Regions from separate parts of the Mus musculus genome. Here all the other regions are linked to region 4. A link is a contact called in public Hi-C and HiChIP or PLAC-seq data. All regions are on one chromosome and are shown on one strand. The core of a region is the stretch at or near the end of the contact, and the rest is flanking DNA. Distances in the headings are between cores, read along the strand shown.

Region 1 (6,094 bases), core at 529-3,028, 410 kb before region 4:
AAAGTACTAAAGGGCTCCACTCCTCCAAGGGTGTATGGGCTGGGTGAGGGATAGAGACAGATGCCCTGTGGGTAAGGAAAGCCAATACCTCACAATACTGGAATTATCTACAGTGTATCTGCCTGACCCAGAATTAGAGTCCCCAACAGTAGCAACCATCTCTACTGATCACTTCATTCCCATTGGGCCCCCACCCACAGAGTGGTCTTAGTGTGTTTGTTGAATGAGGAAATGAATAAACTTGCACGGAAACTTTGCTTTTAGGACATGTGAACTACTTAATAAAAGTACAATGTAAAGCTAATAAAATGGCAGAAAGAATTTTGAGAAATGAAGGAATTCCTCAGATGCTGGGTGGTATCATTATTGGTCACATTATTATGCTATGCCAGGGACTCTATTAAACTGTCAAGAACAATGCAAATACTCTCTACTTGAGAAGAGTGAGAGTTATCCCTTGTAGATATAGAAGGTCCTGATGATGTGACACATACCTTGAAGTACTACCTTCTCAACTATTGCTGAAACAGGATAGATTATCAGTTTTAAATGTTCATGTGTATACTGGGTCTCTGACACTCTCAGGGAAAAGAAACTTTGTGAAGGCATTGCTAAGATCCAGATTCTGAAAGCAATATTTTGCATGCAGTGACTTCCTTGTTAATTCTTTTCTTGATATCTATTCTTTAAGAAAAAATTACATTATTTAATTACAGAGACAGACAACTGGATAATGCACAGAGAGTAAGAGAACTGGAAGCATTCAGTCCTAATTGGTATGTCTTCATCACAGTGTTGACCTCGGGGCTCAGGGTGCTATGCAGAAAAGGAGGCAGAAAAAGCCAGAGGGAGCAAACAACACCAAGGAAACAGTGTCTTCCAGACACAACAGGACTCATGCACATAAGAACTCACAGAGTGAGTTGTGGCAGCAATAAGTCCAAAGCTGACAGGGTCCCAACACTGAGAAAGGTAAGTGGACACATCCCCCATCCCTAGCTGAGAAACTATCTCTATTTGAAAACTGCTCACAAAGGAAAAATTAGTTTTCTTCAATGGAGCCTCACTGGATAAATGTGTGCGCGCGCGCGCGTGTGTGTGTATGTGTGTGTGTGTGTGTGTGTGTGTGTGTGTATAACCTATACTTGAGGTCTGGCCCTATGCCCAGCAGTAAGTACATGTCCAACTCAAAATGAACTCAATGATATTTTTGGAGATCTTTTTGTCTCATATTTCTTTAGGCATTGTTTTTAATTTAATGATCTTTTGCATGTGTTTAATAGTTTCCATCTTTGTGGGGTATGTGCATGTGCGTTTTTCAAGCGTTTCTTTTCCTTCTTTTTTTATAATATTGGTTGGTTTGGGTTTTTGTTTGTTGGATTTTTTTTTTTTTTAATTTCTACAAAGAAAGATAAAGAAGGCCTGGAGTTAAATGAATGAGGAGTGGGGAGGATCTGAGAGGAGACATGAGAGGAGGAAATCATGATTAGAATCTATTATAAAAAAAAAAACCTTCATTCTTAATTATAACAAACAGAATTTATTACATCATTTATTGCATTGCAGTGTGAGTGGGATAAGCTGTGTGACCTTCACAATGTGTCTGTGGAGGTGAGAGCAGCCTGTGGGAGTCAGGTGTGTCCTCTCTTATGTAAGCGCTAGTAAGTGAACTCAAACTGTCAGGTGAATTCTTTTACCCACTGAGCCATCTATCAGCACAGAGGGCCACAAGGGCACAGTGATGTTTAGAGAACATAGTGCTGACAGGAATGTCTGATATGAGCCAAGAGAGCTAACCCTGGTCAACCAGGAGCTATGACTAAGCACAAAATAACGCTGACATCACATATCGGGAATCACAGACAGTGATGTAATCCATTACATAACCATCCCTGGCTTTTGTGTCTATCTATAGTCTTGGGGCACGAGGTAATCATCCGAACCTTTGCCTTCACATGCCTGCCTATGTGCATTTGAGTGTAGACCTGTATACATGGACCCTCTATACTAGCCTGAGTATGTGTCCATGCCCACTTTTTCGTGACCAATACTTTTCAAATTCCTGAGTGCTCATTGGCATTTGTCGGCCCAATGATATTTGTGTGAGTTAATAAAGTGTATCAACTGTATCATCAGAGGTTGGCAATGTCTTCAACCTCCCAGGATCCTGTGACCTTCCTCCTTTGTTGACATCAGAGTATGGACCCCATATCATCTCAGTAGCAACCCCTTCTGTTCGCAACTGTTTTATAAGCTCCTAGTGAAGTTGCACTTAAGTTCTGCTGTGCTCCCTCTATCAATCTGCAGGATGTCTCGACTGCTGATAACTATCTACTGGTCTGTCATTTAGTCTCATGTCAGAACATTTTCAGAAGTGCATAGAAATATATAGCATATCAGAGGCACCCATTTCATCTTTGCCCAGTTCATATATTGTTCAGAAGTTTCTGCAAGCCTCCTGAATCCTCTTCTCCTTGTACCTTGCACAGGAACACATGTCCCCTTAAATAGGGTGATGGTGTCTTAGTTTCTTTTCCCATTGCTGTGATGAAATACTCTGACAGAAACAACTTAATAAAACAAACAGTTTATTGTAGTTAACGGAACCATTCTGTTGAGAAGTCGTGATGTCAGGAGCTCCAGACAGCTAGCCATCCTGCATCTATGTCTAAGAAGCAGAGAACACTGAATGTGTGTATATTATACTCAGCACACTGTTCCACTCTACATATACTTCAGGATGACCCTGCCCCAAGAACTGTGCTACCCAGGATGGTGCCTTCCCATTTCAGTTCATATAATCCCTCACTGATATGTCCAGGTCCAGATGTAGACAACCTCTCATTAAGACTCTCTTCCCAGGTGAGTACAGATTGTATCAAACTGAAAATTAAAAGTAACCATCACAGTCATTCTATCAATTCTGTTCCTCTAGAGAAGGCTGACAAACACAAATCATATGGAAAACCTCCTTTCAGAAATAATCTCAACTGAGGAATGATAGAGCATATACCTGCAAAGAGATTACACTAGAAAAAAGCTTAACCTGATGCAGGTCCCCCTTCTGCTTTATCACTGAGCAACAGAATGCCTATAGAGGGAGCGGTCCTCCCAGGTGATTCTCTGCCACCCTGGCCAGTCTTCCCTACGCCATGCTGTGTGAATTCCCTCTCGCCTCGTGAATGACATCACTTCCACGTCAGTGCCAGTTTACAGAGTAAATATTTTGCTTAATAATACCAATCTTTTCACATCAGTTAGCCTGATAAGCACTTATAATTTGACATTAAATTCATTTTATCCCTCCTTTGGCCAACTCCCTATTTATACAACACTATTTGTACTACATACTGAAGAGATTCAAGTGTTCATTCTTATCTAGTGAGACTTCCATATTTTTATGTATAATAATATAATGATTTACTGAAGATACAGTAGTACACAAGACAAGCAATGCCTTGTGTGCACAGGATTTATAATCTAGTAAGGCAGGCAAGTATATCCCTAACTAATTATAACATAGAGTGAGGATGTTGTCTTGGGGGAACTAGACATTTCAATGGAAACTGAATTTTTTGCTGTGCTGTGTAATAGACTACTACCAAAACTTAGAGGACCAAAATACAAAGTCCTACTTATCTCAGTGTCTTTGGGTTAAAATCTCAGTTGTGACTTAGCCTTTGGCATCTGTCTGAAGACCTCAGGAGGTTGTGACTATGGCTTCCCTCAAGGACTCAGTTGGTTACAAGTCATCTTGGTTTCCCTGCTCAGTTAAGGAACTTTTTGAAGACCTGGAAAATATTTGCTTACAAGTATTCTGACATGCTTGCTACCAGCATGATCATTTCCTCCTGATCATCTCTATAAATTTTGACAGTGCTCTAACAATTGGTGATCTGAGAGCAATAAAAAGTGAGAGAGAATGCTGGAGATCTGAGCCAAAGTCCTGATAAATAGATGTGAACATCATTTTCATTGCAGTAGGGCCATGTGAATCTTGGTCCTGATCACACCAAAGACAGGAGGTAGCACAAGGATGTCACATTGAGATGTGATAATCATTAAGATCAACAAACAAATGTCTACTAAAGCATCACTAAATAGAAGGGGCTGAAGAGGGCTCGCAAAGGAATAACTCTACCTCCAACTCAGAGGAGATAGTATATAAACAAAATTCAAAGAGTGAAGCAGCAGTTGCCATGTGATCAAAGTGTGCATAGTGTGTGTGTGTGTGTGTGTGTGTGTGTGTGTGTGTGTGTCTGTGTGTCTGTGTATCTGTGTGTGTCTGTGTGTGTGTGTGTGTCTGTCTGTGTCTGTGTGTACATGCAACTTCTTTCAAGGAACTTGAGCCTTTCTGGGAAAAGTACAGCCTGTACAAAAGGGTGATGTGAAGAGAAAGTGAACTAAGTATTCCTGGAGTATAAAAAGTGTAGGAGTTAAAAAGACAGATGGGGGAGATTGGCAAGGCAAGCCCAGGGGCCACGCCCCAACCTACTCTCTTGCCTCTGTTACCTATAATGACTTCTATTGTTTTAGCATCTAGATAAAAATAGAGTATTATAAGATACATCACTCAAGATACTTTTTGTCTGCAGGTAACACAATTTCCCTGTCACACTGACTTAAATAACTAGGAAATAATTCGGCTGGCATGGGACAAGAATGCCTCTGAGGGTGACTGAGTCAGGAGCCCAAGAAGAGGCTTTCCCTGCCCACTCCATCTTCTCCCCCAGTGTTAGTTTCATTCCAGTGAGTGGCAGCCAGTGACAGCAAAGGCCCATGGCAGGAAAAGATGCTCCCCTATTTCGTTTCTTATTTAAAATGAAGTCAACTTTCCAAGAGCATGATAAGGACACATGATCATTCCTGAGTGACTGGGACACAAACAATGAACCTACCTCACATGGTCTAGTCAGATGGCATGCTGTCAACATCTGAGCTACCACTGTGCTCTGCACATTGTGTCACCCACAGACTCCGTTCCTTCACCACATATGAAGAAGTGCTTTTCCCTTGTCTGTGCTCTAGAGTGTACTATGGACTTCAGTAAAAGAAAGTTCAAAGGCTACACAAACACACACAAGCATACACACAAACACACATGCACACAAACACATGTGCACACACACACACAAATATCTGCCTCCACATGACCAAAATACCTTTAATCAGTAGCATATGTTAATTTTATAACAGTAGGTTTTGCCATTGCAAACTTATACACTCATCACCAATACTTACCTGTTTCTGAGGTTTTCCTTTCTTACCTCATTTGGAATCTTTCATGAAAATCTTGCATAATAACAAACCCCTTCATAATTAAAGCTAAATTTTTTTTTAATCTCCTAGGATGTTGCTCACTTTCTCTTCTCTTCTGAGGGAAACAGCTGTGCTACTTCCTTCTCTGGCTGCAGGGGAATTCCAGGGCAGAATGTGCATGGCTCCTGCTACTTTCGGCAACAAGAATGGAAGGTGTAACTTCCTACCTGGTTTCCTTCAGCTTCGTTTCCATTTTGCCATCTCTGAAACCAGACCTCAAGTGAAACCTCCAACTTCTCTGCCTTGTGTTCTTCACTCATTCATCTTCCAGGCTCCATTTCTCCCCCGGTCGCCAACCAAAGCACACACAAGAGTAAATTGTGGGAGTACATAATGCTAGAGATGGCTGGAGGATAATAGTCAGGGAAAGCCAAACCCAGCACCCAAATCACCCAGGGCTCTAATTCTCCTACATCGGTGCCTTTGTACGCACAACCTCACACTCTTCTCAGTCTGTGTCTGACAATGAAGGATCGCCTTTGTTTATGTAAGCACATGTTGGGAGTTCTCACATCACACTGGGAAGGCTGTCAATATGCTATAAAGACGGTTCCTACAAAGAGAAAGACTGGAGAGCACCCCTCCTGTCTTCTTGCATACAGACATGTTATTAACCTACTGTGAGTATCTTTTCTAATCCAGACATGTGAATTGTTTAAAGCCTTTCTGAATAAGTTTAGTAAGACTTCCTAAGCAATGCCATCGAGGCTACAGAACTAAAAAGCTTGCCCCTCAAAATGTATACATCATTTAATATAGGCAAGGTTATCAAGTA
Region 2 (6,875 bases), core at 692-3,191, 330 kb after region 4:
CTGATGGGCCACAGTGCTGCCTGGACAGCACACCATTCCCCACTGTCATCCCATCTCCCAGCAGATGTCAGTGGTCACTGTGACTTTGTTCTGTGGAACTGGGATTATAGTGTCTACTTTTAAACTGAATTTTATAAGAAGATTCTTATGAAGAAGCTGCATATTGATGTAAGAACGGACTGGGTAGTACAGGTGATTCCTAGAATTGTAACATGGCCTTCAGTGTGTTGCTAGGAAATCCTTTCGTTTAGGTTAAACTACTTGTACATAGTTGTGTCTATCTGCCTTTTTTTTTTTTTTGGTTGGTTGTTGTTGTTGTTTGTTTGTTTTTCGAGACAGGGTTTCTCTGTATAGCCCTGGCTGCCATGGAACTCACCATAGGTGTCTGAAATTAATAATTGCCAAGGAAGCAGGCACATACTTTTTAGTCTCTGTGCAAACTGTGCCTACAGTTTTTTTTTCCCTTGCTTTTCTGGTGGTCGCTATGTAGAAGACCAGCCTAGCCTTGAACTCAGAAATCCCCCCACCTCCTGCTTGCAGGCAGATGCCTGTAACTCAGTCCTAGGGGTCCAGTGTCTTCCCTCTTCTGGTCTCTGCAGGCACTTATACATACCTACACACACATGTCAGGTACACCTATAAATTCACAAATACACACAGAAGTAAACATTGTAAAAATCCTTTTTAAAAGTTTATATTCTATAGTAAAATAAATGATGTTCACTGTGAGTAGCCCTAAGGTCACCAGAGTCTGATGGCAGCTATGCTTTGTTGGGACTCTGTAGTGCTGGGTATAGAATATTTCTCAGCCTGCAGCTCCTCATACCTAAAACTAATGTTTCACATGTACTATACCATCGAGAGCTGTAGGTCAGTGGACTGCTGTAGGTTGCCATGACTTTTTGTAACTCTAATGCTAAGTTGAGTTCTGGGTCTCCAGTAAGCATGGCCATGGTGCTAGGATACCTGGGTGCTCAGTGAGGAATAAAACCAGAGGAACAAACCCAAAGAGACCGTGGCTTTCATAGGTTATCAGAATGCTGCTTAGTGATCGTAATTGCTGACTTGTGTAAACTCTCCTTTCTAGCCATCGCTGTGACTACCCTCCTTTTGGTGGCATCAGTTTGGTGCTACCTACTCTGCACTGATGAACAGTGCCCCTTCTGAGTATCACCTCTTAGATGTGGCACATGAAACATATTTTTTACTTTATTCTCTTTATTTATTAACTCCTGACTGTAAGTACCCATCCCCTTTCCTCTCCCAGCCTCCCACCCCCACCTTCCCCCATCCATCCTGCGTTCATTTCTCTTCAGAAAAGGGCATGCCTCCCATGGATATCAACCAAACATAATATATCAAGTTGCAGTGAAACTTGGTACCTCACCTCATATTATGGCTGGACTAGGTAACCCAGTAGGAGGAAAAAAGAGCCTCAAAAGCAGGCAGAAGAATCAGAGACAGGTCCCCATTGACCCCACACCTTCCTGCTACTGTTAGGTATTCCTCAAGAAGACCTAGCTACACACCTCTAATAAATATGCAGAGAGCCTAGGTCAGATCCATGAAGCCCCTGGTTCTCAGTTCAGTTTTCATGCTCCTATGAGCCCACTTTAGTTGATTCTTTTGGTTTTCTTGACGTGTCCTTCACTCCTCTGCCTCCTGTAATACTTCTTCCTCTTCAGCAGGATTCCCTAAGCTCTGCCTAATAGTTGGCTGTGGGTCTCTCTGCATGTGTTTACATTAATTGCTAGACGAAGCCTCTGTGATGACAGTTGGATTAGGTACTGATCTATATGTATAGCAGAATATAATTAGGAATCATTTCATTCATTGACTTTTTTTTTTTTTTTCCCCAGTGGTGTTTGGTTCCATGCTAGGTCTCTGGGCTACTATCTTCTGTGTCCTGGCTCTCCAGACAGTGTCAGGGTTGGGCTCCCTCTTGTGGCATGGGTGTCAAGCTGGACCAATCATTTGGTTGGATAATCCCACAATTTCTGTAACACCTTTGTCCTCCCCCACCCCCATCCTGTAGGCAGGACAAATTATAGGCTGGATGGATGTTCATGGATCAGTAGGATTAACATAGTAAAAATGGCTATCCTACCAAAAGCAGTCACAGATTCAATGCAATCACATTTACAACACAATTTTTGAAGAACAATACTAACTTTATAGGAAAACCCAGAAAACTCAGGAGAACTAAAACAATCTATCCTGAATAATTAAGTAACTTCCAGAAATATCATCATTCCTGATTTCAAGCTGTCCTACAGAGCCAAGCCACATGGTATTAGTATAAAAACAGACAGTTGATTAGTGAAATCATATTGAAGACCCAGACATAAATCCGCATACCCATGGGCATCTGAGTTTTGATAAAGAAGGCAAAATTATTTAACAGAAAAAAGAAAGCATCTTCAACAAATGGTTCTCATCTAATTGAATATATGCATGTAAACGATTGCAGATAGATTTATTTCTATCATCCTGCAGAAAACTGATGTCCATGTGGATCAGAGACTCCAACCTAAAACCAGATACATCGAACCTGATAGAAAAGGAAGTGAGGAACACAGGGGATAACTTCCTGAACAGAACACCAATAAATAGCACAGGCAGTAAGATCAACAATTAATAAATGAGCCCTCATAAAGCTGACAAGCTTTATCAGGCAGAACAAACATGACTTTTCTGTTGCAGATGTTCCATGGGTGTTGGGGCCTGTGAGTCACTCACCAGAACAGTAGAAAGCCTGGGAGATGTGAACTCTGAGATTAGCACCTGACATGTGATTGAAACAATTCCAAAACCGGTTAAATGTGTCTCTCTTCAAAATATATAGAATGGAAGTTCACATCATTTCCATGGCGTGTGGTCATGTCTGATGAACTCTAATGGAGTCACACTCTCTGGGATCGAGCTGAACTGGGGAGGTCATGCATGACCTTCCTCAGATGCTGGTCAGTTGCCGCATCAGCCCCTCAGGAATATAGGCATGCAGTGTTTGCTGCAGTTTGTAACACAGCTGTGCTGGACAGTCTCACTGGTGGAATACTAAAAACTTGTATAAATGAGTATTTTGAATATGCAGAGCTTGGTATGGGAAACCTTAGATTGAATTTAAGAACGCTGAAACTGTTTTCCTTCTTCTTAGCTTCAGTAACTTGTGATTGGTGGTTGGCTATCCAGTTGTTCATCCTCACATCAATGCACTGCCAATGGTAAGTAAGGTGCCTCTCCTTTTTCTCCTGTACCATGGTGTGTTATGTTAGTGCTTTATAGCTGTGCTGATTCTTGTTTTCTAGAGACGTTTGAGAATTAAAAATTTCTCAAAAATCTCAGAAAGCTCAAAAGTTTATTATTTTAAACATTCTCATTTTCCTGTTATTTTTATGGTTACCTAGTGTCTTACTTTTTATTGTTGTGCTGAGTCAACATGACTAAGGCAACTTAAAGAAGAAAGCATTTAATGGGAGCTTATTATTATTATTATTTTACGGGGTTAGAGTCCATGACCACCAAGGCTGGGAGCATGGCAGTAGTCAGGTTGGCACAGTGCTTGGGCAGTGGCTGAGAGCTTACATGCTGACACAACAATCATGAGACAGAGAGACCTAACTGGGAATTGTCGAGCTTTTGAGACCTCAAGTCTACCCCAGTGATGTGTCTCCTCCAATAAGGCCACACCTCCTAGTTCTTCCCAGTCTCAGAACCTAGGACCCAAGCACGTGAATACAGGGGACTGTGGGGGCCATTCTCACTCAGCCAAAAATAGGATGGAAATATGATCTTTTGTGTGAAATGAACTACATTTTGTGAGTAGAATTGTTTTTGTTAAAAATTTGATATTGATAGTAATAATTCCTTTACTTTTGTTAATCATTTTAGTGAGTTTTGGGACATTGTGCTTATCTTGATGTTACTAGTTAATATGCAGCTAAATGTATAATATTTTACATTTTTATTTAGTTGTTAACTTTAGGGGGGAAGACACTTTTATCTCTTTAGAAAGGTTTAGAAGTCTTTGACTTTGAATTATAAATAAATCTCAGCTGTTATGTAATAATCACCACATTTCCTATTTGGTGACTTGTGGTAATTCAATAGTAGTGTTGTATTAAATTCCCAAGATTTATTTGTGCTATAGGTTAAGTGGTTTCACAAACTAAAATTCAGAATGATTTTATCCTACTTTAATATTGTATGTTTGGGGTGCCTTTGCTCCCTGTCTTAGAATTTTTTTCAATTAAAAATTTATTTGACAATCTGTGTGACATCTGTTTCATTTTCTTCTTCTAACCCCCTCCCCCCTCACTCCCTCTGGAATAATCCTTCTCTCTAGCATATGAATGTACCACCTGGACCCCCTATTTTTCTTCTTTTTGAGATTGGGTCTCCCTGTTAGCTTAGGTTGCGGTAGATTCAGAGAGATCGGCCTGCCTCTGCCTCCTGAGTGCTGGGCATGAAGGCGTGTGTGCACCGATGCATTCACCATAGGCTTAATCATGGTTTATTTTGGTGAATGGGTGTAGGATTATTTGCTGGAGTTGAGGCAGCTTTCGAGTGGCTACACTTCTGAAGAGAAAGGACATCCCACCCCCAGCAGCCATTACCAGCCACTGGAGCCTTTTAACTGTATTCCTCCTATTTGGCTGTTGTGTGTTTGGGGATAAATAAATAGTAGAGTGAACGGCAGTCCTCCATACCCCACATTTATAATTGCTGAGGTTTATTACTTGTGCTACATCAACAATGATCTGAAGATATTAAATAGAAAATCACAGAAATAAACTAGTGACTTTTCAGCCGAGCACTGCTGGGAAGAGTGTGTAAACTTGTCTTGCCCTGGGCATGAAGCCTCCTTCCCCAGGGACTCGCTTTTCCTGTCCGCTTGTCACTCATCTATCAGGGTACCTGCATGCCAGTCCTTTCTAGTATAAGGAAGAGACTATTTCCCGGTTTCCTCTGAAACTTTCATGTGCAGGTGTTTGGTGAGAGGGCCTGGTCCTAGTGAGCACTGTTGATATAAACACTGGGGATTGGTGACCCCTTTGCCACCTTCTCTGGACCATACATGGAGCTTATATTGCTTTACTTCTTAAAATACACTTCACATGACTGGAACTGGCAGTTTTCCTGTGCAAGTTATTTTGTATTTTTCTCTGGAATTCATTGGTGACCATGTCATGTGATGATTTTTACTCTTTTGCTTCAAACATGTATTAGAGAGGAAAGCTATAGCTCCTTCTGCCACCCACAGCCCCTCTTACAGATGTTCTTTCTGATAAGTTCTGCCCTGATGTGCCCTGCTGCCTGATTAGTGTGGCCATTGACACATCAGTTTTATTCCTAAATATTTCACTATTAGAAGTTGCATACTCCTACATAATTGCAATATCATTCTTCTGCTTTAAACTGGCATTAACTTTTTCATGTGAGAAGGAATATAAGTACATATTGCATTCACATTTGAAACCACAAACCAGGTGCTGTCTTCACTGTTGTTAATGCAGCAGTGGTTGAGCGTTTAGAAGTCTGTCTAGACCTGCACCGCTGTCATTTCCTTTTCTCTGGGTATAGGTTAGGTCCTTTCTGGAAACAGCGTTCTAACAATACTTGTCTCGCCTGATTGTCCTCTTCTAGTTTCTATATATGGTGTCTGGAAGTCCATCCATGTTGAAGCCAAAGCACGATTTCCTCTATCTTATTTGCCTTGTCTGTTTTTTGAGACAGGGTCTCATTTAGCCTGGCTAGCCTGGTGCTTGATATGTAGACCAGGCAGGCCTGGAACGCACCAAGATCCATCCACCTGTCTTGTCTCCTCTTCAGTGATGGTAATAAAGATGTGCACCATAACGCCTATGCTGTTCCCTGCTTATTTTCAGAGGCTGAAGAACACACCATCTTATGCATGTTTTTCTTTGATTAGTGTCTTGCTTTGTGGGCATTTGGATTGCTTCTGTTTTGGTTAATTCATGGTAGAGTTATGTGAGATTTTGATTTCAGATTTTAAGAAGTTCTTTTTGGATTTCTGAGCAGGCTTTTTGTAGCAAGCAGGTGTTTTTGTTTATCTTTTCTGACAATTTCCATACTGTGATCCAAATGTTGGTTATCTCATAGGTATGAGATGTTGACATTTTTTAATAGCTTTTAAGTTTCTTGAAAATTCTTATGTTTTTTTATAGAATGGCAACAAGATGACTAGTTACTGTGCACAGTTTACTTAATTATCCCTCTCTAACTGTCTGTAGAGTTTCCCCTACTCAACTTTGTTAATTGTATCTTTTTAGGGAAACGCTCATCTTTTCCTTGTATTTTCTGTAAATCAACAGTTAGGTCCAAGGGTTTGATCTAATCTTGGTCTCACCCCTCATTATGTAGATAGAAGCCTAGAAAGGCTTTACCAGTCCTTCACTACTAGTAGTACTTCACTAGTACATCCCTGAAGAAGCATCTAACAGTTGAGAATGCTCATTGCTGATCATGGCCTAGATGCCAAATTCATTATTCTATGAGTGTGCACAAACATTAATGTTTCTATAAAGAAAGCCTCTTGTGTCCTGACTTATACAGGAGAGGCATGCATGTTTTGTTTTGCTTTGTTTTTTCTTTCTTTACTGGTTTTTAAATACTGACTTGTTCCCCAGGTTTCTAGAAGGTAGGATTTGTTTCAGTGCTACTGCTTTGTGGTTTTATTATTACTGATGTCAATCAGATTTTCATGGCTAAGGGAGCCTTTTCAAGCTGATGTTGCAGTCTTTGAAATGATGTGAATAGACATTCATATTCTGTCTTTGTTTTTTTTTTGTTTTTTGGTTCTTTTTTGAGACAGGGTTTTCTCTGTGTAGCCCTGGCTGTCCTGGAACTCACTC
Region 3 (6,244 bases), core at 2,795-5,294, 270 kb after region 4:
GGACCTTCAGAAGAGGAGTCAGTGCTCCTAACCGCTGAGCCATCTCTCCATCCCAAGACCTCAGTATTCTTATTTCAAAGGCACTACATTGTCAGAGGTTTGGTAACTAGATGAAAACCGAGTCTCGTAGGCTGGTAGTTGGTTTTAGAATTATGGTGATCTTTGGTGTGGTAAGATTATGTTGCTGTGTGGATTTGTGTCGATCTCATATAACATGGGAACTGTCTTAACTCCAAGGAGCTCTCAGTTGCTGCTGGCTGACTGGAAAAGAGATGTTTTTAAAATAGAATGTGTGTGCTGAGTGTAGGTTTGTGCATGTGTGTACAGTGGTTGTGAGCTGCCTGATGTGGATGCTGAGAGCTGAACTCTGTTCCTCAGCAAACCATCACGACAGCCTGTTGGCCTGTGTGGGAAGTAGCCTTGTAGCCGAGAAGATTGGGCGGTGTGGAGTTTTGTTGTGTTTGAAATATGTAGGGCTTTTGTTTTTGTTTTTTGTTTTTTTTTGTTTTGTTTTTTTTTGTTTTGTTTTGTTTTTTTTGTTTTGTTTTGTTTTGTTTTGTTTTGTTTTGTTTTTCGAGACAGGGTTTCTCTGTATAGCGCTGGCTGTCCTGGAACTCACTCTGTAGACCAGGCTGGCCTTGAACTCAGAAATCCGCCTGCCTCTGCCACCACCACCTGGCTGTTTTTTTTTTTTTTTTTTTTTTTTAAACTTTGTTTTGTTTGGTTTTTTTGAGGCAGGTTCTCTGGTAGCCCAGTTTGGCAAATTGTTATATGGTAGTGGTTAACCTTGATACTTCTCCTAAGTGCCGAGCTTATAGCAATCTGAAACCATGCTTGCCCCAGACCTGCTGGTTTATGTTGTGCTGGGTAACACTGATGTTTCAAGAGGAAAGTTGCTACTTTGTTAGATAAATAAGTTGCACAGCTTATTATTCTTTCTTTCTTTCTTTCTTTCTTTCTTTCTTTCCTTCCTTCCTTCCTTCCTTCCTTCCTTCCTTCCTTCTTTCTTTCTTTCTCCTCCTCCTCCTCCTCCTCCTCCTCCTCCTCCTCCTCCTCCTCCTCCTCCTCCTCCTTCTCCTCCTTCTTCTCCTTCTTCTTCCTTGTTATTATTGCACAGGTTCTCCAGAGCTGGGTCAGTCATTTCCCTTGTATATGTAAAGGTCATGAAAAACTGTGACGTGATTGGTATTCATTGAACCCTGGACGGAATGACATGGTTTCTGTGTGCAGAAGTAGCTGAAATAACTAAGCACACAGGGATTGTTAACGGGCACAGTCATTTTCTGTACTTCTCCTGTTTGTTCCTCTCCCCCAGGTTTGATTGTACTTTCCCCTATATGTCCACCACTTACCTCACTTATGCTCACTCACTCTGGCTCGCACTCTCCCTCTCTCCTCCTCTCTCTCTCTTTAAATTTACCTTTTAAAATTAGTTCAATTTCTGCTGCTCATATATACATTGGTGTGGGGTCAGCCAGTGGAGCATTGTTGGCCCACCCTTAAATAAAACTGACTCTCCCTCTCCCAGAAGCCATCAACTGTCACTATCAACTTAGTTAGGGGTGGGAGCTAATGAACCCCTCTACCACCTATACTGGAATGTTGGCTCGCCTTGATCATTATGCAGGTCTTACACAGGCAGCCACAACAGCTGAGACTTTTTGCTGGTGACAGTCCTGTAGTGTTAAGAGACACCGTTTAGCACAGTCCTGCTGAACGTCTGCTTTTTGCAGTCCTTCCCTACCCACTGGTTCTCACTGTTCCCTGAACTCTGGGAACCCATGTATGAATGAATACTCCACAGATCCTCTCTGTATTCTGACTAGTTGTGCATTAACACTGCACAAAGATGTTGTCTTAGAAGGCCTGAGTGCTGCACTAATATGTGGGTACAGATATATTTATCTAGAGCTGGTTTAATATTGTGCCCATTTAGCAATGTAATAGTATTCTCACCCCTGGGGTTTAGAACTCTGGAGCCGTGAGTTCTTGGCTAAACCTAGAATGCCAGATAGAAGTTTCTTCCTGTGGAACTGGCCCTGAAACCAATTAAAGGAAGAAAAGGAAAGGAAAAAAAAAAGCCACTGGCTATCCTTGTAACATAATGTGTCACTATTGGACCTATAGGCACATCTTAACTGGGTTAGTTATTATTATAACCCATGGTGTTCACAGGGATATAAGTCTGTTGAGGAGGTTTCTTCTCCAGCAGCCTAGATGCATTACTATGAAAGTGAGCAAGCAGGAAGAAGGCCTCCTAGTCACCAGCTCCATTTCTCCATGTCTGATGACCATTCTTTTTAAACCTATAAATTGATTATACTATTTGGCAGTATTTTATTATTCAGTGAACTTGGGAACTGTGGATTTGAGGTAATATAGAGATATAATTTTCTATGTTTATGAGTTTAGAATCAGTATTCAGAATAGGAAGAAAATTGATTTTCTGGATGATAGAACACAGACAAACCAATTATGGTCATATTTATTGTTCCACGCCATTGACTTTCTTATGTAGCCCAGGATAGTCCTGAGCGGATCCTCTTCCCTCCTCAGCCTCCTGAGTGCTGGCATCATAGGGGAGTCATTGTGCCTGGCTTTCTCTGAAAGCCTTGTTTTGGGTCTGTGAGCCATCACTTGTTTCTAGACCAGATAGATGTCTGCAGACATGTCGTTGATTTAATTGTTTATTTGTAACCAGGTAGGGCCTTCCTGAGGACGCCTGTCTTACAAGTGTTTCCCTTGGAGCCCCTGATCAAGTTCAAACTGCAGACTCTGCTCATACTGAATTGGTGAGGCTTTCTAAATGAAGTGAGTATTTCTGGTCCTTCCAGAACCTTGTCTCTTTGAAGGTCATATAGGCCCAGAAAAGAGGTTGGTCTAGCACTTCCTTGCTCCTCTGACTCATGGTGTTCAAAGTATAAGATTATCAGGTTCTGCTTGGGTGTCCTGTTTTGAAGGTAGGGCCACCTATGGAATCTTTTTTTTTGGGGTGTGGGATGGGAGGTTGGAACAGCTCAGATATGCTGTTAAAACCAGGAATATTCCCAAAACCAGGGTAAAGAAGACTTGGATCTGAGGTTACTAGTTATAGCTGATTGAATCATTGTCTGGTCTTCTGTGTTGGTTCTTGACTCCCTGTTCTTTGTAATCTGGATCCTCACTAAACCATTTCTCTTTGGTTCTGGTCTTATGTGAGCTCTTGGTCCACCATATACCTCAGGTGGTCTTTCCTTTCACTGCGGTGCACGTGTAAGGCTTTGAGGCTATGCAGTGCACAAGTCATGCATTCTGTCTCCTGCTGACTTTTGAAGTCACTTGCTGTGTCATGGAAGGAACTTCACTTTCATTTTGGGTCTGTGTTGAATGTTGACTGATGGCAGAGCTCTTTCATTTCATGGTTCTGAGTGGAAACAAAACAGATGGAAGAGGAAAGAGAGGGTTAGAGTTGGGAGAAAGAAATAGAAGTGGCTCTCACGCTTGTGAGCTGGACATGACCTTAGCTACTGATGCATACTTCCTAGATAATCCAAAACTACTGGAGATGTGTGGAGTAGAGGGATGTGTAGAAGTTAACTGAGCTGTCAAGATCTGGTGTTTTCAAATAATCGTCAGAAAGGAATGTTTTGATTATTTCTTCAGAACCAGATCTGCATTTGAGAAACAGGGTTTCTAGTTTACAAATGAACTAAAGTGATTGCCACAGTACTTCACTGATATTTTCAAAGAATTAAAAATTCACCAGTAAATTTTAATTAGGAAGGAAATTGCACTGAGAAGTGTGTTCTGGCACTTTGCCCTGGTGTTGCTCTGTGTGGCAGTCAGGAGGAATTTGTTCCTTTGGGCTCTTCCTCTTGTAGCCTCCTGTCCCTTTGGGTGTGTAACTTGACCCCTGAGGCTGCACTCTGCTTGCTTGTGGATGTGTTTTTGAACTTGTTAATTCTCAATCTCTTTGCTTTTTGGGTCAGCTCTTGTGCAGCACAGGCTGGCGAGCTTCATGGCTCCTTTATCTTTTTTGTGTTTGTCAAATGACTCAGACTTCTGGATGGGTACCCTGGTAGGTTGCTCCCTTTGTTTTGACAAAGTGGCATAGATGATTTCTACAAGTTGAGAAGTGCGGTGTTCCCCCCCCCCCCCAAGTAGTTTACTATTAACTTTAAGCAAACATGACGTCGGCCAGTGAGGTAAGGTCGCTTTCCTCCAAGACTCATAGTCTGAGTCCATAAGAATGCCATGTTGGAATGAGAGAAAGGACTTGGTGAAGCTGTCCTCTGACCTGCACTTGTGCACAGTGGCACTCTGCCCACATGCACGTAGGACATGACACCTGTGTACATGGTGTTACGTACTGGCTGTGGTTTGAAGCTGCCTGAGGAGGGCTCAAGTGTCAGTGTGGATAGTGGAATGAAAGCTGCTGAGTTCAGGAATAAAGGAAAGTTTGGAATCATTTAATTTACTGACTTCCATTCCTTGCAAAATACCACATATATCTCATGGGTTTAAGTAGCGTGGAAATTTGAGGACAAGCTCAAAAGAATGGCTCAGGGTGTGGAAAACAGGGAAGTTGAGTGGCTGTAACAAGACAGCTGCTCTGGCTTCTGCACCCTGTCCTCCTGGTTCTTGTTTTGCCTGAGCAGCAACAGTAGAGCTCATGAACCGGAGCAGCTCAGGAGGCTACTGAGTTCTTGCTTACTCTTCAGGGATGTTTGGCCGACCAGCTTTTCAGTGTCTCCCCTTTCACCCCATTTTGCCTTTTTAGGAGAGTGCCCCACACTATAGTCCTGCTGGCCTGGAAAACGATATGAAGACTAGTTTGCCCTCACACTTGCATTTATGCCCCTGCCTCAGCTTCTGCCTCCCTTGTATTGGGAGTACTCTAAGGGCTCCAGGCTTTTTGTCTTTTACTGCATTGGTACCCCTGGGATTGGATTCTGCTCAAGTCTTGTTCAGCAGTCTCAAACAGTCTGGTTTTTGTTTTTCTACCTGAAATTAAACATTTTTCTCATGAGAAGTTAGCCACTAAAATTTTTATTAGTGTCTTAATTTGGATCATTGATTTTGGTAATGTTTGTTTTAAAGTTGTGTAAGGTTCCATATTCGCTAAAGAATGATACCCTGGACTCAAATAGTATGTAAACACAGAGTGTTTTATTTTGTAGAAGTCCAACATGCTGGGGTTTCCCAATACCGGAACCTTGCAGGTCTGGTTTAAAGCACATTAGTAACTTCCAGGGTCAGTGACCCTTATGGTAATCTGTTGGCTGGAAACTTCTTAGGAGATGTCTGGAAACCGCTGCTGTCCTTGCCTCAGGCCAGGTGACAGACCTGGAGTTGCCCAGATCTTGGAAACAGATTCAGGTCTAGTCTCTTTTTAGGTAAGTACACTGTAGCTGACTTCAGACATGACAGAAGAGGGAGTCAGATCTCATTACTGGTGGTTGTGAGCCATCATGTGTTTCTGGGATTTGAACTCAGGACCTATGGAAGAGCAGTCAGTACCTGCTGAGCCATCTCCCCAGCCCCAGGCCTAGCCTCCGTAACTGCCAATTTGAAGTCTGTCATGGAATCAGCCTCCTCGGTTTTTATGGGTTTTGAATGTCCCATTTTTCTGTTTTAAATTCCTGTTATCTTCAGCATTTGACTTTGCATAGATTGAAGTTTTCCACCAATCTGAGTTGCGTTGAGAATCTGTAGCAGAAACACCTTCATGTGCTGACATCTGTTGCCTTCCCTTTCTCTTTTCTCAAAGGGGCTACAATCTATATTCACATCAATAAGGCAGAGTCAGGAGCTGGATTGCAATGTATTAATAGCTAGCCTGGTCTACATACTGACTCCTGGATAGCCAGGGCTACATGGTGAGATCTGGTCCCAAAAATTCAACCAACAAACAAAAAGGCTGAGTATGGTGGTCTGCACCTGTAATGTTTACACTTTGGAGGGTCAGAAATTCAAGGTTCGCTTTGGCAGTAGAGCAAGTTCAAGTCAGCCTGGGCTGTGTGAGGTTATGGCACACAAAATAAAACCAAGACCACACAAAATAACACCAAGACCACCATCACTACCACCACAAAAAACATAACGAATAAAACACAAAGTGGGGACAGTTATTATTTAGTATGTGATGACTATCTTTTCCTGACTACACATCTCACACTTCATAGTGACTTCCCCTCTGGCACTGCCTGGCCAACCCTGGCAGCTCCGTACCCAGGGATGTGTTTGCTCCTGCCTTAGCTGCTTT
Region 4 (6,561 bases), core at 2,224-4,723:
TTTAATAAGAATTAGGGTCTCGTTACCTAAGTTTAGAAAAGGCACCAGAGCAACTTGGCAGAGATTTAGTTGGGGAAAGCCCTCTAAGGTGGAAAGAGACTGAAAAGGCCCAATTTTAGAACCAAGGATAAAACCAAGGATAAATTTCATGCACTGAAATTATATGTAGGGCAGACCTAGATCCAGAGTAAAGACACAACTGTTTTTAATAGTAACTGTCTCTTTAAATCTCAGCCTTGGCAACTCAGCCACTGAAATAGGTTAGGGATCTGTGGGTACCGCACAGTGGAACATTTAATCAGAAAACAAAGAACTTTCTGGAACAAAGAAGACAAATAAAAGCCTAGACATGAAAATGTTAACTGGCAACTTAAGTTCAGGGGACAGCCGTGTCCAAATTCACTGGGCTTCTGGCCCAAAAAGCAAACTCTGGAAGACTGGGAAGAGTTACATTGTTTCCAAACTCATGCAGTGGCCAATTGCCATGCTAGCTTGGCTCTTCTGCAGTGAGATATGAGAGATTAACAGAACAAACTGCAATGGCTTAGAAACAAGTATTTCCTAGTTACTACATTAAGATGTGTTTCTTTATTCTCTGGAAAAGAAATGAGTATCCTTTAACATCTTCATGGGAAATACTTGGGTTTATTTCAATGATCTTCTTGTCTGGGTATGATGGCACTGGAACACACTGAATTTATTAGTTAATGACTAATGAATCACATTTTATTTGCATGTTTTAAGACAGTTTCAAAGCTCTTGTGGTTAATTCAAGCAATAAAACATCTCTGAGAAACCATGGCTGAAGTGCTTGCATTGGCTTTGCCTCCTTTATTCAGTGTAGAAGAATGATTCCAGAAGGCAAGCCAGCTATGATTGTGTGCAAAGTGATCACTGCAATTACCCTTTGCGGTGACAAAGACCTCAGAGCATCATGCACTGCTAACATTTGCTCCCCTACTGTGATTAAAAGATGACATGCTGAGACTTACATTCATCAGGCGCCATGAGATTCCAGGGTATTTTTCTCTTGTGTAAAATAGACAGCATTATTTTCCAAACTTGAAGTTCAGGTTTAGGTAATTTTCTTAGATACATAGGATATGACAGAACCAGGCTTAACAGGTGACATGAGTGCCTTTACAGAAAACAGTAACCCTAACTCAGTCCTCAGTTGACTTGAATGGGAAGAATTTGCTAAATTATATACTTAGCAAATAGGCCAGAACTATTCTAACAAAATTCTCTATCATGAGCAACAAGATTCTTGGGTATCACAGTATGAGGAGGTCGGCTGTGAAGAGACAGAGAGCAGGTGAAATAGACTTTAAGGATGGAGACACAGAGGAGCCCAACCCACACAGATATTTCAGAAGGAAGATAGCTACCCACTTTTAGATTTATTCCCTCGATTGTTTAAGTTTACAAGGAACTCCATCAAATAGATCAACCCCTATTCTACACTATGGTTGTTCAGATTTGGGACTGAGGGGAGAGCTTTTCAGGATCTACGTAAACATCAAGTGCTCTCAAATCTTAGAACCTTTATAGCATGTTTTGAGCACTTATCATTAGATACATTTTGAAATATATGAGGAAGATGCATTACTGATATCGAGGAAGGTCAGAGGAAACCAAATAAGTACACCTCATTTGTGGAATGAGTGGGCCCATGAATAAATATGACAAGAGAGACCTAAGTGTTAAAGGATAAAAGTGGGGGTGGGGGGTGTCACATCTCTCTTGAGGCAGAGAAGACCTTTCAACAATGGTGTGTGATATGAGGCTTGCTAGAATAGTAAACAGTGGTGACTGGGGAAAAGTAAGCAAAAGAAATTCCAGGAACACCCACAAAACCCTAAGTGAAAAGGAGTCCACAATTCTGTGGTGAAAAAAAAAATGCTTGAGATGTTTTGACAAGTTGAGGGACAGATCCAGCCAGAGTTTTATCAGAAAACCAGAGGGTGAAGAATAGCCTAATAAGACACTGGAGCACAGCTGAAGATTCACAGAATAACCTGGTTCTAGAAAAGAGAATGCATGAACGGTGCTCCAGTGGCACCTCAGCTACCCCAAGAGGATGTTGGTGAGGTCATGGAAGCCTGTATTAAAGTGATGGCGTTAGATGAGAGGAAAAGAAAGAGTCATAACAGAGAGGAATTAGCCAGGCTTTGTAAATAAAAGATCAAGAGGACCTCTGATTTTAGACTTGGGAATAATGGCATCACTAAATAGGACAGGGACAGTCCAAAAGTAATCAGGAATAAGTGCTACTTAAGCTGGAAAAAACATTACTAATGCCGAACACATGCTGGTCTATTCTCAAACAACGGGGCAACACTCTTTTTCTTAATGACTGTGTTGTCTACCGTGACAGGTGGCCCAAAGGAGGGTTAACAGAGCCCCAAGGACCTCCAGGTCTCTAGCTCAATGTCATGGTTCTCAAGTGTCTAAAATTGTTGCCATATCTTATCTAACAGCTGTCCACTGACTTATGTGAGAACAACTAGAAGACTTCAGTTAGGTTCTGGCAAAACAGGTGTTCCTCTTTAAACCTGATACCCTCCTTAGTAGAGGAGAGACTTTTGTGAAAAACTAAACCACCTCTCGTCCTTTGGTTGTCTGCTAAGATATTTTTGGACTAATCAGAACCATTCAAGCATGGGATAGCATATCTGTTTGAAATAATTAAAAATTTTAGGAGTCAAGTTCTTGCCTAGCATACATGAAGCCCTGGGTTCAATCCCCGATACCACATAAAGTGAGCCTAGTGCCATATACCTGCAACCCAGCACTCGGAAGATAGCAACAGGAGGATAGAAATTCAAAGTCATCCTTGATTACACACCAAATTTGAGGACAACCTGAGATGCATGACACCCACCCTCCCCTCCCCCATTATGATGGCCCGGCAAAAGTAGTTTTAAAAGTCAAGGGTGTATGCTGAAGAAGCATGCTAAATTTGTCATTCAACAGCTTCCCTGCTTTTATCTTCCCTCTACTCTTTCAAGGTCATTTCCAAGGTGACTTCGAATGTTTTAGCTTTCTGTCAGTTCTTTAACAGCATCTGGTTCTGGGGGCAGTGGGGGACATTCACAAAGAAAGAATGGGTTTCTCTCTGTTCAGAAATACTGAAGATATCCAGGATGAGGACCACAGCCAGCTAGTGAGTCTGTAGGTTTTTGAAGCATATACATATATATTTATTAACATATACTTATATATTTACACATATGAATAAAATAGTTCCTTCCTTCCAAATTCAGAGTTACAAGATAAACATCCTAAGCATGAGGGGACACACACAGATTGATCCCCCAAACCTCCACAGCAGTAGACTACGATCTACTGAAAAGATGTATGTGGACGGCTCCTGTAGCAAACTACAACAATTGAAGTCTCATAAGAATTGTGCGTGAGTCTGTGCATTCCTCTGTGTCAGCTGAGGCCACAGGAATTCTGGCAGGAGTTTAAAAGTAGACCCATCCCTGTTGCTATTTGCAGCTCTGCCAGAATCCAAGAACCCAGGATGGTTATCAACAATGTAAGCAAGGAATCAAGCCAAAGCATTTTCCCTATCCCTCTCACCACACTGCCCAAAAAAGCAGGAAGTAGCCACAAAACTTGATTGCAACATGCAAAGACAATCAATCTGATGCCTGCTTTGTAACTGTGATATATAAAGCACATCTAGAGCCTTTCCCACAAGCATTTTAGGTTTAATTTTGGAATTTCTGAGTTAATCAAAGAGTTGGTTTTTTATTGTTGGTGGTGGGTTTCTTTCTTTCTTTCTTTCTTTCCCCATGATGATAGAGGCAGCTCTGTGAACTCAGTAGGGTTGATGTCTGAAAAAGGAAAGAACGGTCAGGTTACCCACATGATCAGCAGAAACATGACAGCTGGCTAAAGTCTTAGGAAGAAATTCAACATAGAGCTAGCTACTTACAGTTAAATAATTAACACAAGCAGCACTATTGCCTATTATGAAGCATCTTGAGTGTTTTCAATGTTCTGCTATAATGTCATACAGCCTTTGATTTGGTATCTATTGATTTGCATATTTGCATTCATGTGGGGTTATGTGTTTGCCAGTGCATATGGAACCCAAAGGACAACCTCAGATACCATTCCTCAGGTGCTGTCCACTGTTTCTTATTTTATTCATTTACTGTAATTTTAATTTTATTTATTTATGTTGAGACAGGGTCTCTCACTGGCCTAAAATTTACGAAGGAAGCTAAACTGGCTGGTAATGAACACCAGGATCCATCTGTCTCCACCTCTGAGAGACCACGAGTATGCTTTTTATTATTGTTTTCTATTTATTTTTTTATGTGAGTTCTGGGATTTAAACAGATCCACGGGCTTCTAAGACAAGCGTCATTTGGGATGGGGCATCTCACCAGCTCTGTTGTTTTTTTGTTTTGTTTTGTTTTTGTTTTTGTTTTAACCCTGTATTTATGTGAGAGAAGTGAGACTTCAAATGCTCACCAGCTCTGTTGTTTTTTTGTTTTGTTTTGTTTTTGTTTTTGTTTTAACCCTGTATTTATGTGAGAGAAGTGAGACTTCAAATGCTAGGAAACAAAGCTCAATAGATCAACTAAACTAGGCCTCTCCAGGCCTCACAGAACTGCCACACCGCTCTGTCAAGAACTGATAGTGTCAGAGCTCGATAACTCAGGCTCCTTTGATGCTTTTAGGAAGTGTCTCTCATCACATGCCACCAGAAAATCTTAGCTAAACTGAACTTTTCGTTACTTGATTTTTAATTTCATAGCTAAGATGCTTGGTTAAAAAAAAAAGTATCCTTCTCTCACAGAGACTGAGGTAGGTTAGCGATAAAGGAGCTGGAGGCATCTTCCTCCACCCCCACCCGAACCACCACAGGGCGAATCAGCTTTCAAAACCTGGCTGTGTGTTAGAGGAGCCAGAGCTTTTAAAGAATACTTCACAGCATCAATCCAGGGATTGCTTAAGAAAAAACGCAGAGGGATTGAGACTGAATCTCAGTGTTAAAACTCTCATCTCCTCAACATGAGTCTAATGAATTTTTTCCTCTGTTTTCCTCTTTCACACTTTGGTGTGCCTACAATGAGAGAGAATTCTGCGTACTATACTTTTGCACTTGTTTATGCTAATCGCAAGTGCTGTATAACCTTGACTGTCCACTGAAGATACCTGAGAAACAGTAATCCCAACGCTACCCGATTTCTCCTGTGTGGACTGTGTCTATCCTCAGGTGGTTTCAAATGTCAAGCAATTTAGAATCACTGCCCTGTGGCTACCACACTGAAGCTCAATGCCCAAGGAAATTCACCATGAATACAAATTGTTCTCCATATCCATGAACTCTGTGGCCTCAGCCAACCCAGACCACAAATACACACACATTATTATATAAATATTTATTAATAAATATCACACTAAAACACAATAAATAAAACAAATCTTGCAGCACATTTTGTGGCTGCAAGCAAACATTGGCCTATCATAAGAACTTGAGCCTCCACAGATTTTGGATGCTCCACAAATGACAGGAATTCTTGGATCCAATCCCTCATGGATACATATACCAAGGAACATTTGTATTTACAACTTTGAATTGGGTGTTACCGGTAAATGGCCTAATAAAAGAATAGGAGGAACTCCAGCCCCTCAAAACAATTAGATACTGATGTCTAAGACTGCACAAATAACAACATAAATGAATGTCGATTTTGAGGAATAAGATGGAGTTTTATCCATAGAAACAACTGAGTAATAGTCATAATGGTTAATTAGGTAAGTGATTTCCAAAACATATTCCAATGATGACTAATATAATAAACTTCAGACTTCTAACTCAGTGACATATTTTTTCATGCTTCTCTTAATAGTCCATTAAGGTTTGGCAATTAAGTCAATAAAAGGTCGAGTTTTTAAACCTCAACAACATTGATTTACCCGCCCCCCTTAAAAAGAATTGCTTAGTCATAATTAAAATTGCACTCTAAAAAAGCTAAGCTCTTAGACTCCGACCAGAACCTACCCTCTTTCCTTCCACTCATTGCACAACTAGCTTGCTCTTGTTTTCTTCTAGGGCAGTGGAAGTGCAGAGGCTGGGGAGACAGCTCAGTGGCAGAACACTCAAGTAGCACAAACTGAACAAGGCCTTGGCTAGGATCTCTGTACCACAGAAAAGATGGCAAGGATGCCATTCGCCCCACAGCATAGGAATGGGGATTTGAAATAAATAACTTCTGTATTAAAATGCTTTCCACATAGTTACTACTAGCTAATACACAGTAGCTATTATTAAAATCCTTGCCTAAAAGTGGGAGCTGATTGGGATTGCCATAATAGAAGCATCTAAGCACTACGTAAGGAGTAATGAGCACAGATCGAATGGTACCTTTTGTTGACTCATGGGAACAGGACAGCAGAGAGTGACGAGCCCTAAACACCCTATTTTCCAACTCATTTTGAGGTTGTTTTTGGAAGGATAATGAGCAAATTGTTTAGTGGTTACTTCTGGTGTATTGCCCTGCCCTTCTGTGCCACAATGTTTTCTCTCAATTGTTC

Evidence for each region. Hi-C and Micro-C count contacts between places; a contact is called where the count stands out from the background. HiChIP or PLAC-seq counts read pairs in DNA pulled down with a chosen protein or histone mark.
Region 1: a Hi-C map of adipose-derived mesenchymal stem cells shows a contact between it and region 4, with 3 times the contacts expected there. The contact joins two enhancer-like sites. A contact is called at or near these places in 1 of 484 Hi-C or Micro-C datasets (adipose-derived mesenchymal stem cells) and 1 of 115 datasets of contacts at active chromatin or transcription factors (pancreatic cancer cells).
Region 2: a contact with region 4 is called in a FOXA1 HiChIP or PLAC-seq map of pancreatic cancer cells. The contact joins two enhancer-like sites. A contact is called at or near these places in 1 of 15 datasets of contacts at CTCF or cohesin (CD8 T cells), 8 of 484 Hi-C or Micro-C datasets (the C2C12 cell line, the HL-1 cell line, bone marrow-derived macrophages and 4 more), 5 of 115 datasets of contacts at active chromatin or transcription factors (bone marrow-derived dendritic cells, bone marrow-derived macrophages, heart atrium and 2 more) and 2 of 9 other capture datasets (adipose tissue and liver).
Region 3: a contact with region 4 is called in an HNF4G HiChIP or PLAC-seq map of pancreatic cancer cells. The contact joins two enhancer-like sites. A contact is called at or near these places in 2 of 15 datasets of contacts at CTCF or cohesin (CD8 T cells and the NIH/3T3 cell line), 9 of 484 Hi-C or Micro-C datasets (CD4 T cells, the Patski cell line, Sertoli cells and 5 more) and 3 of 115 datasets of contacts at active chromatin or transcription factors (fibro-adipogenic progenitors, microglia and pancreatic cancer cells).

What each region holds. Positions count from the first base shown.
Region 1 is chr3:21,405,508-21,411,601 of GRCm38.p6, forward strand. No RefSeq gene overlaps it. Among named protein-coding and RNA genes, the nearest start is that of Gm31610, 81 kb to the right of the region's middle. Within about 2 kb of position 1,779, at least 11 of the 459 cell types and tissues checked have an H3K27ac peak or open chromatin away from gene starts, as enhancers often do. A contact at or near this core is called in adipose-derived mesenchymal stem cells and pancreatic cancer cells, where this site is marked.
Region 2 is chr3:22,145,785-22,152,659 of GRCm38.p6, forward strand. Tbl1xr1 (transducin (beta)-like 1X-linked receptor 1) reads left to right here. Exons shown (of 16, transcript NM_030732.3): 2 at 3,158-3,224. Among named protein-coding and RNA genes, the nearest start is that of Tbl1xr1, 73 kb to the left of the region's middle. Within about 2 kb of position 1,942, at least 8 of the 459 cell types and tissues checked have an H3K27ac peak or open chromatin away from gene starts, as enhancers often do. A contact at or near this core is called in pancreatic cancer cells, where this site is marked.
Region 3 is chr3:22,086,712-22,092,955 of GRCm38.p6, forward strand. The region is part of intron 1 of Tbl1xr1 (transducin (beta)-like 1X-linked receptor 1); the gene reads left to right. Among named protein-coding and RNA genes, the nearest start is that of Tbl1xr1, 13 kb to the left of the region's middle. Within about 2 kb of position 4,045, at least 133 of the 459 cell types and tissues checked have an H3K27ac peak or open chromatin away from gene starts, as enhancers often do. A contact at or near this core is called in bone marrow-derived macrophages and pancreatic cancer cells, where this site is marked.
Region 4 is chr3:21,816,773-21,823,333 of GRCm38.p6, forward strand. No RefSeq gene overlaps it. Among named protein-coding and RNA genes, the nearest start is that of 7530428D23Rik, 19 kb to the left of the region's middle. Within about 2 kb of position 3,474, at least 27 of the 459 cell types and tissues checked have an H3K27ac peak or open chromatin away from gene starts, as enhancers often do. A contact at or near this core is called in adipose-derived mesenchymal stem cells, bone marrow-derived macrophages and pancreatic cancer cells, where this site is marked.